2 separate regions of the Mus musculus genome follow, and region 2 is linked to region 1. The links are chromatin contacts, called in public Hi-C maps. All regions are on one chromosome and are shown on one strand. Each heading gives the region's core, a stretch centred on a gene start, on an enhancer-like site or on the middle of the called end of the contact. The rest is flanking DNA. Distances are from core to core; before and after follow the strand shown. Region 1 overlaps Exoc4 (exocyst complex component 4). Region 2 has its middle 43 kb from the start of Akr1b3.

Region 1 (5,825 bases), core at 3,320-5,819:
GATAAGAGTAGACCTGTCATGGTTCCCAGTTGGGTAGGACTATTGATTGCTTTCTTGCCTTGGCAGCTTACATAGCACCTTCTGGTACTATGAGAGTCAGTCCTTAGGAGGCAGGACTGTAGGTCAGTTCCAGCTCTATCTTTACCTGCCTATATCCCTAGTCTGTGGTATCTACAGCAATAAGGACTTACTTAAGTCTTTAAGTCTTTAAGTCTTGGGAGACAACCAAGGGTGATGGCAATAGTCTGTATTAATGGGGTTTCACTTGAACTTTGTCGACCAACAACTGGCACTCACATTTTTCTTAGAGAGTCTATGGCTCTTGAGGGAGCATTATCACTCTGTATGGTATGACTTCATTAAAAAATGCATGTTGTGTTTACTAACTTTTAAGTAAACTTATAAATGTTTCCCTATGTGTTTTTCAAACACACCTTAAATATTATCTATTCTTCCTTTCTCACTCTCTATTGCTCCCCTCTCCTACTCCAGTTAGGAGTAGCACTCTCATCATTGTTCCCATTTCTTCCCTTATAGCAAGGGGAAGATTGCCCCAATGGTTTAATAGTGGTACAGCTATCTTGAAAGTAACCAACAGCTGTCTGATTGGACTTAAAGCCTAATCAAGAGGAGTAAATTCTAAATCCTGGTAATATAAACTTAACCAACCACCCATGGTTGGAGAGGTCAAAAAACCCTAGAGAAGAATCTACTATAGCCACTGTCCTAAATCAATAAAATGTACAATTGTATTCTAAATACTTAAAACAACAGGTGAGTGTTGTTTTCACCAAAGAAGCTTCTTTTTGCAGCATGTGCAAGCACTTGGTCAAAATGCAGAAAATAAGTGGCTGTGAAGATAGGGTGTCCAGGTCTAACTGATATATTTGCATTGCAACCCCCACACCTATGACTCAGGGAACATTACAGAATACAGGGCAGACAGATTGTAAGGACCAGAGGCCCATGACACCTGCTCCTACATAGTGTCATCTAGATATGATGGAGGAGCTATACCCACGAAATCTCAACAATATGGTTACCTAAATAAGACTTGAATAAGGCCACCTCTAGGTGACAACAAGCCAACGACGATTTCGCAGGGTCAAGCCCCTAAATGTAGAGTTACAGGCAACAGCTGGCTGCTAAGGCAGTGAAAATCAGTCTTCCTCAGGGATAAGACCCCACAGGTTATCTAATCCCAAGTGCTCAGCCCTAAACACATGCACAGCCAAGCAAGCCTGAACTTGAGAGGGAGTTAAAGGTCATGCAAGGATTTGAAGGGGTCAGAGGGAAGGGTGGAAATGGTGTAAATACAGCACGCATCTATGAAATTCTCAAAAATAGAAAAGTAGAACGGGATAGACTTGTGTTCTGAAAGACAAGGGGCTGATGGGTATGTGTGTGGGGAAATACCAGAATAATTTAGGGTAAAGAAATGAAATACAAAGTAGAAAGCTATCTTCCAAAAATAAAAATATAACAAACTTATTGACTTTCTAGTTGTAGTGCCATGGGAAGAGGTTTGAGTTTTTGTCAAATGACTTGGTTCAAGTAATAACTACTCTATAGTATGTATGTAACACGTGTCATAAGAATCACTGGAAATGCTAAGTAGGCAACAGAAAACACTTTAGCTGTTTTATTTAGAAATGATTTAATACAGGGAATATGCTACTGACAATAATATCGGAAGCATTGGTAGAACAGGGAGTAAGCTTGGTTTTCATGAAATAATTCCTAAATAAATGTGAACAGGGATCCATTACTGGGGCAAACTATTACCCCTGATACAGTTAGCAGAGCAAGGAGTTAGGAGGGTGGCACGACTATGATTCCTTTTAAAACGATAATGAATGACTGTGGCAAACCCCGTACCCTCACACTTACCAACGAATCAGCTGAAGCAACAAAGACAGTCCTCACCCAGTTCCCTCTCCCCAACCTCTCAAGAGGGTACCTGCTAGGAGGAACCAAACTTATTCCCAAACACTATAGCAAGAAGATACTTGAACATGCCTACAAAGACACACGATAAGGATTTATAAAGCTTCCTCAGTACCCAGTCAGGTATGGACCACAGGCTGAGTGAACGTGAATGATTCCAAAGATAGGGTCATTTCAGAATCACTTGCCTTGTGGCTAAAAATCTCAGGGTCTTTCCATTTTTCTGTTATCACCAGAGGGTTGTCCCACTTAGACTGCCAAATGGATGCCACAGTTCTACCCATCACATATTGAAATGACACCGTTGATGGGAACAAAATGGACTAATTCTTTTAGTCAGACGCAGAAGGCCAGTCTTGCAAGGGCCTTAGCAGTCTTTTCCTCACAGGTGCTGACTATATCAGTTTTTCATGGTTCTCACTATTACTGCCACAAGCTTAAGTGCTAACGCAAAGGTAAATTATGAAGAGCCCTGAGGGTAAAAAACAAACAAACAAACAAACCCAAGACCCTTCCCCAGGCATGTTGCCATGCCGGGAATATAGCCTCAACCATCTTACAAAATGAGAGCTGGGAGGGAGGGTGGGCATGAAGGCAAGACAGGAGCTGCAGACAGGCAGGCAGGAGCTGCAGGCAGGCAGGAGGTACAGCTGTGTGCCTTCACCTCAGTGTCTTCATTCCTTCAATCTTAACACAAAGGTATGTGCTTACTTAATTAACTAACTAACTAACTAACTAACTAATTAACTAACTTAACAAGGTTATTGGTACTAAGATAACTAGTGTCTACAATCTGACAGGGGCATTATTATATGACATAGGTAAAATCTCTGCAGATAAGGAGAAGTAAAGGCAAGTATAGAGGAGAGTGAGGAAGGAGATTTGCTAAAGGTTTACTCAGAAAGGAAAATAATTGTCAGGGGAAAAGAGATTGGATCAAACCTGTTTTTTCTCCTTTTGTTTTATATTGTTTATTTCAGGAAAGAAAGTTAAATTATATCTGCTGACAGACAGTAAACAAGTCTTGAAAGTCCCAGCAGGGCTGGGATATTTGCAGAGATTGTGTTCGTCAACAAAGACTCTCACAGTGGCACTGTTCTGATGACAGTGAACGACACTAATGATGTATGCTGGCCACTCTTCTTGCAGGTAAAAAGGAATCAAGAATGTGAAGTTTAAGGGCCAAGGCCTGCTATTAATACAGATGCTAATAACTACACAGACTCCTTTATAGCATGTATGGGTAAGTTTATGGTTCCAGAGTTTTCAAAGGGTCATATGCCTACTTAACCACCTGCAGTGAAAAGGGACTGCATATCAATGCCCGCCCCCCGCCCCCTCAGAGTCTAACATTCTATCCTCAGAAGGATTCCCTTAATACAATTATAACGGTAGCCAGGGTTGTTACCTAATAATACACTTACAGTGTTTCCCCGACTGCCAGAGATAATTCATTGGATCAGACTACATTATAATGTGAATTATTACTATAGAGTCAATATCATAAATTGACTATAAACTTTTAAGAAATTTACATCTTCATGTATTTATTATCACCACTGCTTATTAGAATTCTTTACCCCTAAATACAATAAGCCATCCTAAAGAACCCTCAGCTATATGGTATTAATGACTATACATACACACACACACATACACACACACACACACACACACACACACAGTTACAACTTGGGGGTTTCTGTGTTTTGAGGATGTTGAGCAAATTTGGCCTATAGAATATTAGCTTTTTGAAAAAACTTATATAGAAGGCTTTGTGATAGCTATTCCTGGTTGTCAACTTGACTACATCTGGAATAAACTACAATTTAGTAAAGGAGGGCACATGTGTGGTACAGATCTTGAGACTAGAAGATACAGGCTTCTAATCTGGATCTTGACATGGAGATCTCGAGACATATTGGCCATGAAAAGTTTAGGCCCAGGCAAGGTAGCCCACACCTTTAATCTCAGGAGACTGAGGCAAGCAGATCTCTGAATTCAAGGTCAGCCTGGGACAAAGCAAGTTCCCAACCCAGGCGAGGTGGTGCCCACCTTTAATCTGGGCCACACCTTCTGCTGGAGGCCTACACAAGAACATTGAAAGGAGGAGGCTTCACTCTTCTGCACCTGCTAGCACTTACTGGCCTGCAGATCTGTTGGAACCAACCTCTTCAGGATCCCAGCTTCTACAGAAGAGCAGCTGAAACACCTAGCCTCATGAAACTGAGCAACCACTAGATTATAGGACTTCCCATGCACAGCTGCCCATGGTTGGGTTAGTTGGACTGCAGACTGTTAGTCATTCCAATAGTATTCAGGGACACTGCAAAAGTTCTGTGACTCGAGAGAACCCTGACTAATATAGCTTTGTTGTTATAGGAGCTTGTGATGTGCAGTTGGGTCAGGATAAGGTGCTTTCACTGCTTGCTCATGGGTTTAAAGTTAAGCAGATTGGGGCCTTCCCCATGTGTTAACGGTTAGAATGGCATAGGAGGGATACTGACATGGGAAGGGTGGCAGTGGGGCACTTTGATGTTGCCACCAGCTGTGTCTCAGCATCTTGGTCTGTGGCTGTCACTCTTGTACCTGTGCTGACTTTCCAGGAAGGACTCCTCAGCCATACATGTATGTCTAGCTCTCTGATAGGGTTATCAGTTTCTGCTACACTCATAACAGCAGGGGTGGAGACAGTGAGGACAAACACAAATTCTTGCTCAGAGTCCCCAGATCATCTTGTTCTTACTAACTTGTATCACCTTTCCTTCCTGGTCTGACCCGCAAAGCCCAGGTTCCGGCATGCTTTGCGGTGAGCAAGCTTACAGAAACTGACCTGATTCTACAGCTGACTAAGATGAGGCTACCATCATAAACCTCACATTGTGTACACACATGCCCATGCATGATGCCAGCTTTCATATACCAGGTAACATTATAAAGGAGCCACTAACAGGCTCGAATGCATTGATACCATTATTTAGAACTGCTGAGAAATACCATTTTTCTCAAGGTAGCAGTAGAATACTTTACATTTAATATTCAAGGAACACAGAAAGAAAGCAAAGTTGAAGAACTGAGAAAGCACAATCCTTGCGTTCAGCACAAGTCTTTGTTGCCCTGCAGGGAAAAGTACATTCTTTCCTTAGTGTAGGTAAAGTAGGGGAGGGAGGCAGCAGAGGTGGGAGTGTCAGGTCTTAGACCACTGAAGGAATTTGCATTTATATTACACTTCACAGCTCATTTTACACTTTTGGATCTCAGTTCTCCTTCAATCTCCCTTGGACCAGTTAGTTTCCTTCTCTTCCACTGCTACAAACGATCAACGCAACCAACTATTTTATTAAATGCTTTCTCCGTAAAACCCCAAATGCATCTAGAGCATATTCACTTCTGTTACCCGAAACCACAACGATCCCGATGGCATGGAGGCAGAGTCAGGATATTGTCCCGGGAGGGGATTTCCAGGCATGCTGGCTCACGTGGGCTCAGGCTCCTTACCCAACAACCAACAACCCTGAAAGCTGTCAACACCATCTTCAAATGGGAAGAAGCTAACAGTTCAGAGAATTCCTAATCATTATTACTTTAACAAACATTTCAAACCATGTTCTCTAAAAATGATGGCTATATAACTAAAAACAGAATCCAAACTCATCTCATCAAAAGACAGCACAAGAAGAAGTACAGTATAGCCTCTGTCTAACTGCAATGACGGTTCATTCCAACGAATGCCCTGTGGAAGGCAGCACAGACAGAAAAAAATTATCTGCTATCCAGACTCTCATACAGAGCTCATTCTCCTAAAGGGATTTTCTTCATCTCTGACAATGCTGTACTAAGTGCTGTGCCATTTCCAGTGATGCCTACCAGAAAGGTGA
Region 2 (5,908 bases), core at 3,171-5,670, 600 kb before region 1:
ACGTAATTCTCTTCCGCTTCCAAGGGCAGAGCAGAGAAAGGCATAAAGGAGAGGGAGGGAAATGAAGCATTTTTAAGTGAATGGGCAAACGCAGTCCCAGCTGGAACTGAAATCAATGAAGTAAAAATAGACTTAGAGCAAACCCAGAATGAAGGTCCCCTGGGCTTAGAAACTCACATCTTCAGTTTCCTAAGGACATCTACTGTCCCTCTCCCATCTGCAGGCTTCTGCAGTGACTCCAAAGCTGAAGGAGGGACATGCAGCTGGAACCACACACCATACACGAAACACGCAGAGGCCTGGCTCTTCTCCTTGCCTAAGTTCAGTGAGGGCACAGGTAGGACAGAGCTCCAGAGGGGTGAACACAAATACACAGAGCTCAAGAAAGCTGAGCGTAGACATTGTGCAGTGTCATTTAGGGACATGATTCACTTCACAGGGGCAGGGTAAGACGTGAAGGAAGGCATCTGAGTAATGCTGTGGTGGGTAGATGCTGAAGCTACTGAGTGAAGAAGAGAAAGCATTGATCCTGTTTATGCAGCCAGGTATTTTTTGTACCTAATACAATCTGTTTATTATGAGTGTGCATACATGCATGTGTTTGTGCATGAATGTGTTTGTGTTAATACGTGTGTGTGTGTGTGTGTGTGTGCGCATGCCTATGTATGCTTGTTTGTGCGTGGGTGCATGCATGTGTGTGCACATTTGTGTGCTCATGTGTATTTGTGTGCATGTGTGTGTGTGTGTGTGTATGTGTGTGTGCACACGCACATGCGTGCACGTGTGCATGTATTCACATATTGGGAAGAGCTTCTTCAGACTGTTGGGAGTTCCTCACTTGGTCCCATCCTATGTCACATGAGAACTGTGTTACCCTATTCACTACATCACCAGGAGCCCTTCCGTAGCTGTCCTCTGAGCTGGGGCCTGTGCTTTCCTAACCACATCACAACCCACAGTGTGGCATGAAAGAGCAGCAGACACATAAACACAGGGAAGAAAGGAGACTGAAAGGAAGGCAGAGGGGAGAGGACCAAGATGGCTCCTTGATGATAAATGAAGCCATCAGACCCTGTTTAACGATCCCCTCTTGGGTCTTTATTTTCGAAAAGCAGGAGAAAGAAAATAGAAACAATGACAATAACTTCTATTGACTTTCTAGATTTCTGCTTCCCCCGTGCATGGATTTTCCTGAACAACTCAAGAGAACATATTTCTGAAGTCTCTTTAAGGTCTATTAATTTTGACATGGGCAATCAAAGACTATCATCAGCTCGTTTATATGAGTTGTTTTGCTGGGGAATTGAGCCACCGTCTCCTGGGCCTTCTCCTTCCTTGACTCTCGGCAAAGCTGCTACCATTTTCTTCTCTCGCACTGCCTTTATTTGCACTCCCTGTACTCAGAAGGCTGGAGTACTGATCAAGTCAAAAGCAGCAGGACTTCTATGGCTAGTTTCCAAAAACATGGTAGGACAAAATACTTCATAGTAACTTAAAGCTGGAAGGGACCATGACGATTATTAATTATGTCTAGGTGTGGTGCTGGAATCTCAGAACTTGTGAACTGAAGTCAGAAGGTGAGAGTCCAGGATCGTCCTCAGCTGTACACTGAGTCTGAGGCCAGCCTGGGCTACACGAGTCCTTGTTTCAAATAAGAAAAACAAACAAACAAAGCAAAATGAAAGGAAACAGAATGAAGCACAGAAAGATCGTGAGCTCTTTTCATGGAACCCGGAGTCAGAACAACTAACTGCCTAACTCAAGGACGACGAGCTAATTAGTGGTATAGCTAGGAACAGAGTCTGAGAGGAACTCAATCAATCAGCTAGTAAATACTGATCGATGACCATAGCTCTTCCCTGCCCACAAGGGGCTGAGGCCAAATTGACAATGCATATCAATATGTAGGGGCATAAGATAAAACTCCAGAAAGTACCAGTATAATTGGAAGCACAGCTGCTTAGTTCACGGTGCTCATGTCTGGGTTTATAGAAACCTTTAACTCCTGGGTAGTGGTGATTTTAGTAGATTATAGAGACACTCCTCTTTTGGAGAGGGTGATAGTTAATGTAGAGGTTCATATCTGGTCAGTGTTGAGAATAAATGATCTAGTCTCTGCTCTATAGATACCTCTTTTGCAGAAATGCAGGCATGTATTCACCAAGTAGAGTATGCCAGTCTACAGCCATCTGTAGACACAGACACACACTGACTGACCTTTCAATGTAAGTGAGTGTACCCCAAAAAGCATAAAAATTAAAATCTTTATGCCCTAGGGTGATCATTTGTATCACTTATGATTATCTTTGTACAATCCTGGGGCTTTCCCCTACTGCATAGCACCCCTTCTTGGAAGTTTGAGTCACCCCAGGGCTCACATCCCCAACTGCGGGCTCCACCCCCCTCTGAACTGCTGTCTCCAGTCTTCACTGACTCAATGAATGGCTCATTTGAATGGCTCCTGCATTTGCCCAGTTGCCCTGGCCAGCACTGGAGCCATGCCCAACTCCTTCTTCACATTCCAAAGCTAACTCACCAGTGAATGAGGACTGGAATATAAAAATAGAATATAAAAATATTTCTAGGATGTGAGCATGTTTACCATCTCTGCTGCCACCAGCCAGACCTTTACCGCTGGTTTTCTTGGAGGACTGAAACAACCAGAGGATCTCTGGTTCCCTGTTTTCCCACACACTAGTCAGACTGACTCTTGGACAATGTAGAACACACACCCTCTCCAGCATCTAAAATGAAACAGAGGTCTCAGTGTGGTCCAGGGACTAGTCAGATGGCCTTTGAAACTTTGCTTCCTAAATGTCTCTGTCTGTCTCTATGTTTCTCCTCCTCTTCCTCCTTGTCACCTCCCCTCCTTCCCTCTGTAGGATCCACATGGTTGCTAGCCTGGAACACAGAAGGGATGCTCTTACTTCAGGCCTTCTGAAGTCTGTTCCCACTGCATGGGGATAAGCTTTCCATCTGAGGCGCCTAGGTCTTATCCTCTACTCTTACGTCAGTGTCAATTTAGATGTCACATCTCATCCCAGGATGAAACCAGCCTTCCCCATATATTCCAGCACTGGGCTCTGCTCTGTTCTCTTCCCAACACATCTCACCACTTGCTTCTGATTCACTGTTTTTCTTATACCTAAGGAGTGTCCATCTCAGTAGAACTTGGGCTCTCTGGATCCAGGAGGTTTCAAGCCTTGTGCTCTCTGTTGGATCTGTGAGGATTCAGCCACACAGCATACTCTTGGAAGCTGTTTATGGGTAAATGGTGGGTAGATGGATGGATGGGTGGGTGGATGGAGGGATGGGTATAGGACATGAACTCATTTATGGATGGGTGGATGGATGGATGGATAGATGGATGGGTATATGTATGGATGGGTGGGTGAATGGATGGATGGATATGGGACATAAGCTTTTTTTCCCCATGGTATACATGGGTTCTGAGGAAATTGAATACTTTTGGAGGAACATAGCTTAGCCACACTTGGCCTCTTCAGCAGCAATGGCAGGCCAGTGCTCATAACCTCATTCCTATTTTCAGATCTTCTGAAAAACACAGACATCTTAGGGCTACCTGGGACATCTGCTCCCTACAGCTGATATCATGTTGCTCTGGAATCTTCTACTGTTATCCCATTCTAGACCTTGTTTCTATCTCTGTCCACTACCCTGAAGAGGCTGATTGGCTTCCCTCTCTTGTTTACAGTGAAGAGGTGGGCTGGGTTCCCTCTCCTGCTCACTGAGGAAGTGGGCTAGCTTCTCTCTCCGGTTACAGCTTTGCACACGTAAGTTTCCTGTTCCTTTTAGTATGCCTCTGTCCCTCAGAGATTTTTGTTCCTTAAACAGAAACTTCCAATAAGAGGGGAGTCTTAGCAAGAAAAGGCAGGAGAGAGGATGGAGAGACCAGAAATAGTGGCATCTGGTTGGCAGTGTCTAACTGTCTCTTGGGATATCTTAGCTCTCCAGCACCAATGGTAAATCCCACCTTACTGTCCCCCAGGGATCCTGATGCTGTTCCCTGGCTCCCTAGTCCTCCAGGTTCCCCTTTTAGATGAAGAATGGCCCATAGGAAGGACATGTCTCCTTCAAGCTTCAGGGGATTGCCACCAAAGGCAGTAGCAATGGCATCCTTTATAAAGTTTTGATTCCCAAATAAACTCATTTGTAAAATATTGAGCTACTCTGGAGACAGATTGTTAGCCTGAAACCCCTTCTCATCCCCCGAACAAGCTGGGAAACCCCGTCTGTCCTCCTTCCCCCAACCCCACATGCATAGAGAAAACTCCAGACTAACAAGCCATCACCCACCCCCATCTCTGTGGTTTTGGCAACCCTCCCAAGAGTGCCAGCCCAGGGGCCCAGTTTTTGAGCATATATGAGCATGACCCCAGCTGCTAGCTGACTCATCATCCCTTCTCATCTAAGGACCATAAAACTCCCCTTCGGTAGCCTAGGCTTGTGACTTCACTCGCCTTCACCTGTGAGATTGGTGAACCCATCGGAGAGTCACTTCCTAATAAACCTGTCTTTATTTACTTTTAATCTGGTCTAATCTGGCCTATATCTGCATCATGGAGGGAGAGAAAATGTCTATCACAAATCTCTTGTCTTTTCATTTGATCAATAAGGAAAAAGAGGGACAGAAACAATAGATGACTTACCCATTGTGGTGGATTGAAAAGGTCCCATAGACATATGTGTTTGAGTGCTTGGCCCATAGGGGTGGCACTATTAGGAAGTAGGGCTTTGTTGGATTAGCTGTGGCCTTGTTGGAGGAAATGTGTCACTATAGGGGCAGGCTTTGAGGTCTCCTATGTTCAAGTACTTCCAGTGTGGCTCCCAGTCCCCTTCTGACACATGTGGATCAAGATGTAAAAGTCTTCGCTCTCCCAGAACCACGTCTGCCTGCATACTGTCATGCTTCCCACCACAATGATAAGACTAAACCTCTGAAACCATAAGCCAGCCCCAATTAAATGTTTCTTTTTTATAAGAGTTGCCTTGGTCATGGTGTCTCTTCACAACAATAAAGTCCTAACTAAGACACCCATGGTCATGGAAATGATAGTTTCAAAGCTAGGAGTTGAGATCTTAACTGCTATCCAGAGGGTCTCTTCTGGACCCCAGGATGCTTCAAGGACTGACTCTCCCACACAAGATGTGCATGCATTCATGCCGCTTAACAAATAATTCCTCAAAACAGTCAAATCTGGAAACGTACCCCATCCACCCAAAATTGTTGCATAAGGGACTGCCACAGTTATTTCAAATTATCACCTCTTCCTATCTAACCCCCACACTTTACAAATTCCAACCCCACACTTCCAAACAGGTACTTAGAGTTTAGGCATCTCTCTAGACACTCTGAAAATCTGTAAAAAGATCCTTATCTTTTTGGAGGAAATTTCACTTTAAAGTTTCAGCTAATGACTTCTCCAGCAGTGGAACAAGTGCACCTTCAAATGTCAGCTCTACACAAGAGAGAAAAGCTCTAAGACCCAGCCTGATCAGAAAATCCTATGTCAAGTGCTACTGGTGCTATGGAGTTTACGTAAGCTCCCAGAATTAGCACCTCCTCCTTCATCTGCACCCCTAAAAAGTGATGATGGGAGCCCCAGATGTGCACAAAACATTGCTTTCTTCTTGGCAGCATGAAAGGGTATGTCACATGACTTTGCTTCCCAAGGCCAGTGATAAATCACACTCCTAGAGAATCTATGTGTCAGTATTCACGGTATTGATATTTTTTGTTTATTAATCCTGTTAGTAATACTCCACCCAGGAGGGGAACGAAAACACATGACAAACAACTATGAAAAGAACTACCTCGTTCAAAGGCCTGCTGCTTCTCTTGGGAGCAGCTTATGCATCACCTGGGTGCACATAGGATGGCTGAGTT

Evidence for each region. A called contact is a pair of places that touch in the nucleus more often than the background predicts.
Region 2: a contact with region 1 is called in a Hi-C map of Th1 cells, with 2.8 times the contacts expected there. The contact joins two enhancer-like sites. A contact is called at or near these places in 1 of 484 Hi-C or Micro-C datasets (Th1 cells) and 1 of 115 datasets of contacts at active chromatin or transcription factors (CD8 T cells).

What each region holds. Positions count from the first base shown.
Region 1 is chr6:33,674,350-33,680,174 of GRCm38.p6, reverse strand. All of the region lies in intron 10 of Exoc4 (exocyst complex component 4), which reads right to left. Among named protein-coding and RNA genes, the nearest start is that of Gm38785, 230 kb to the right of the region's middle. Within about 2 kb of position 4,569, at least 11 of the 459 cell types and tissues checked have an H3K27ac peak or open chromatin away from gene starts, as enhancers often do. A contact at or near this core is called in Th1 cells, where this site is marked.
Region 2 is chr6:34,271,128-34,277,035 of GRCm38.p6, reverse strand. No RefSeq gene overlaps it. Among named protein-coding and RNA genes, the nearest start is that of Akr1b3, 43 kb to the left of the region's middle. Within about 2 kb of position 4,420, at least 27 of the 459 cell types and tissues checked have an H3K27ac peak or open chromatin away from gene starts, as enhancers often do. A contact at or near this core is called in Th1 cells, where this site is marked.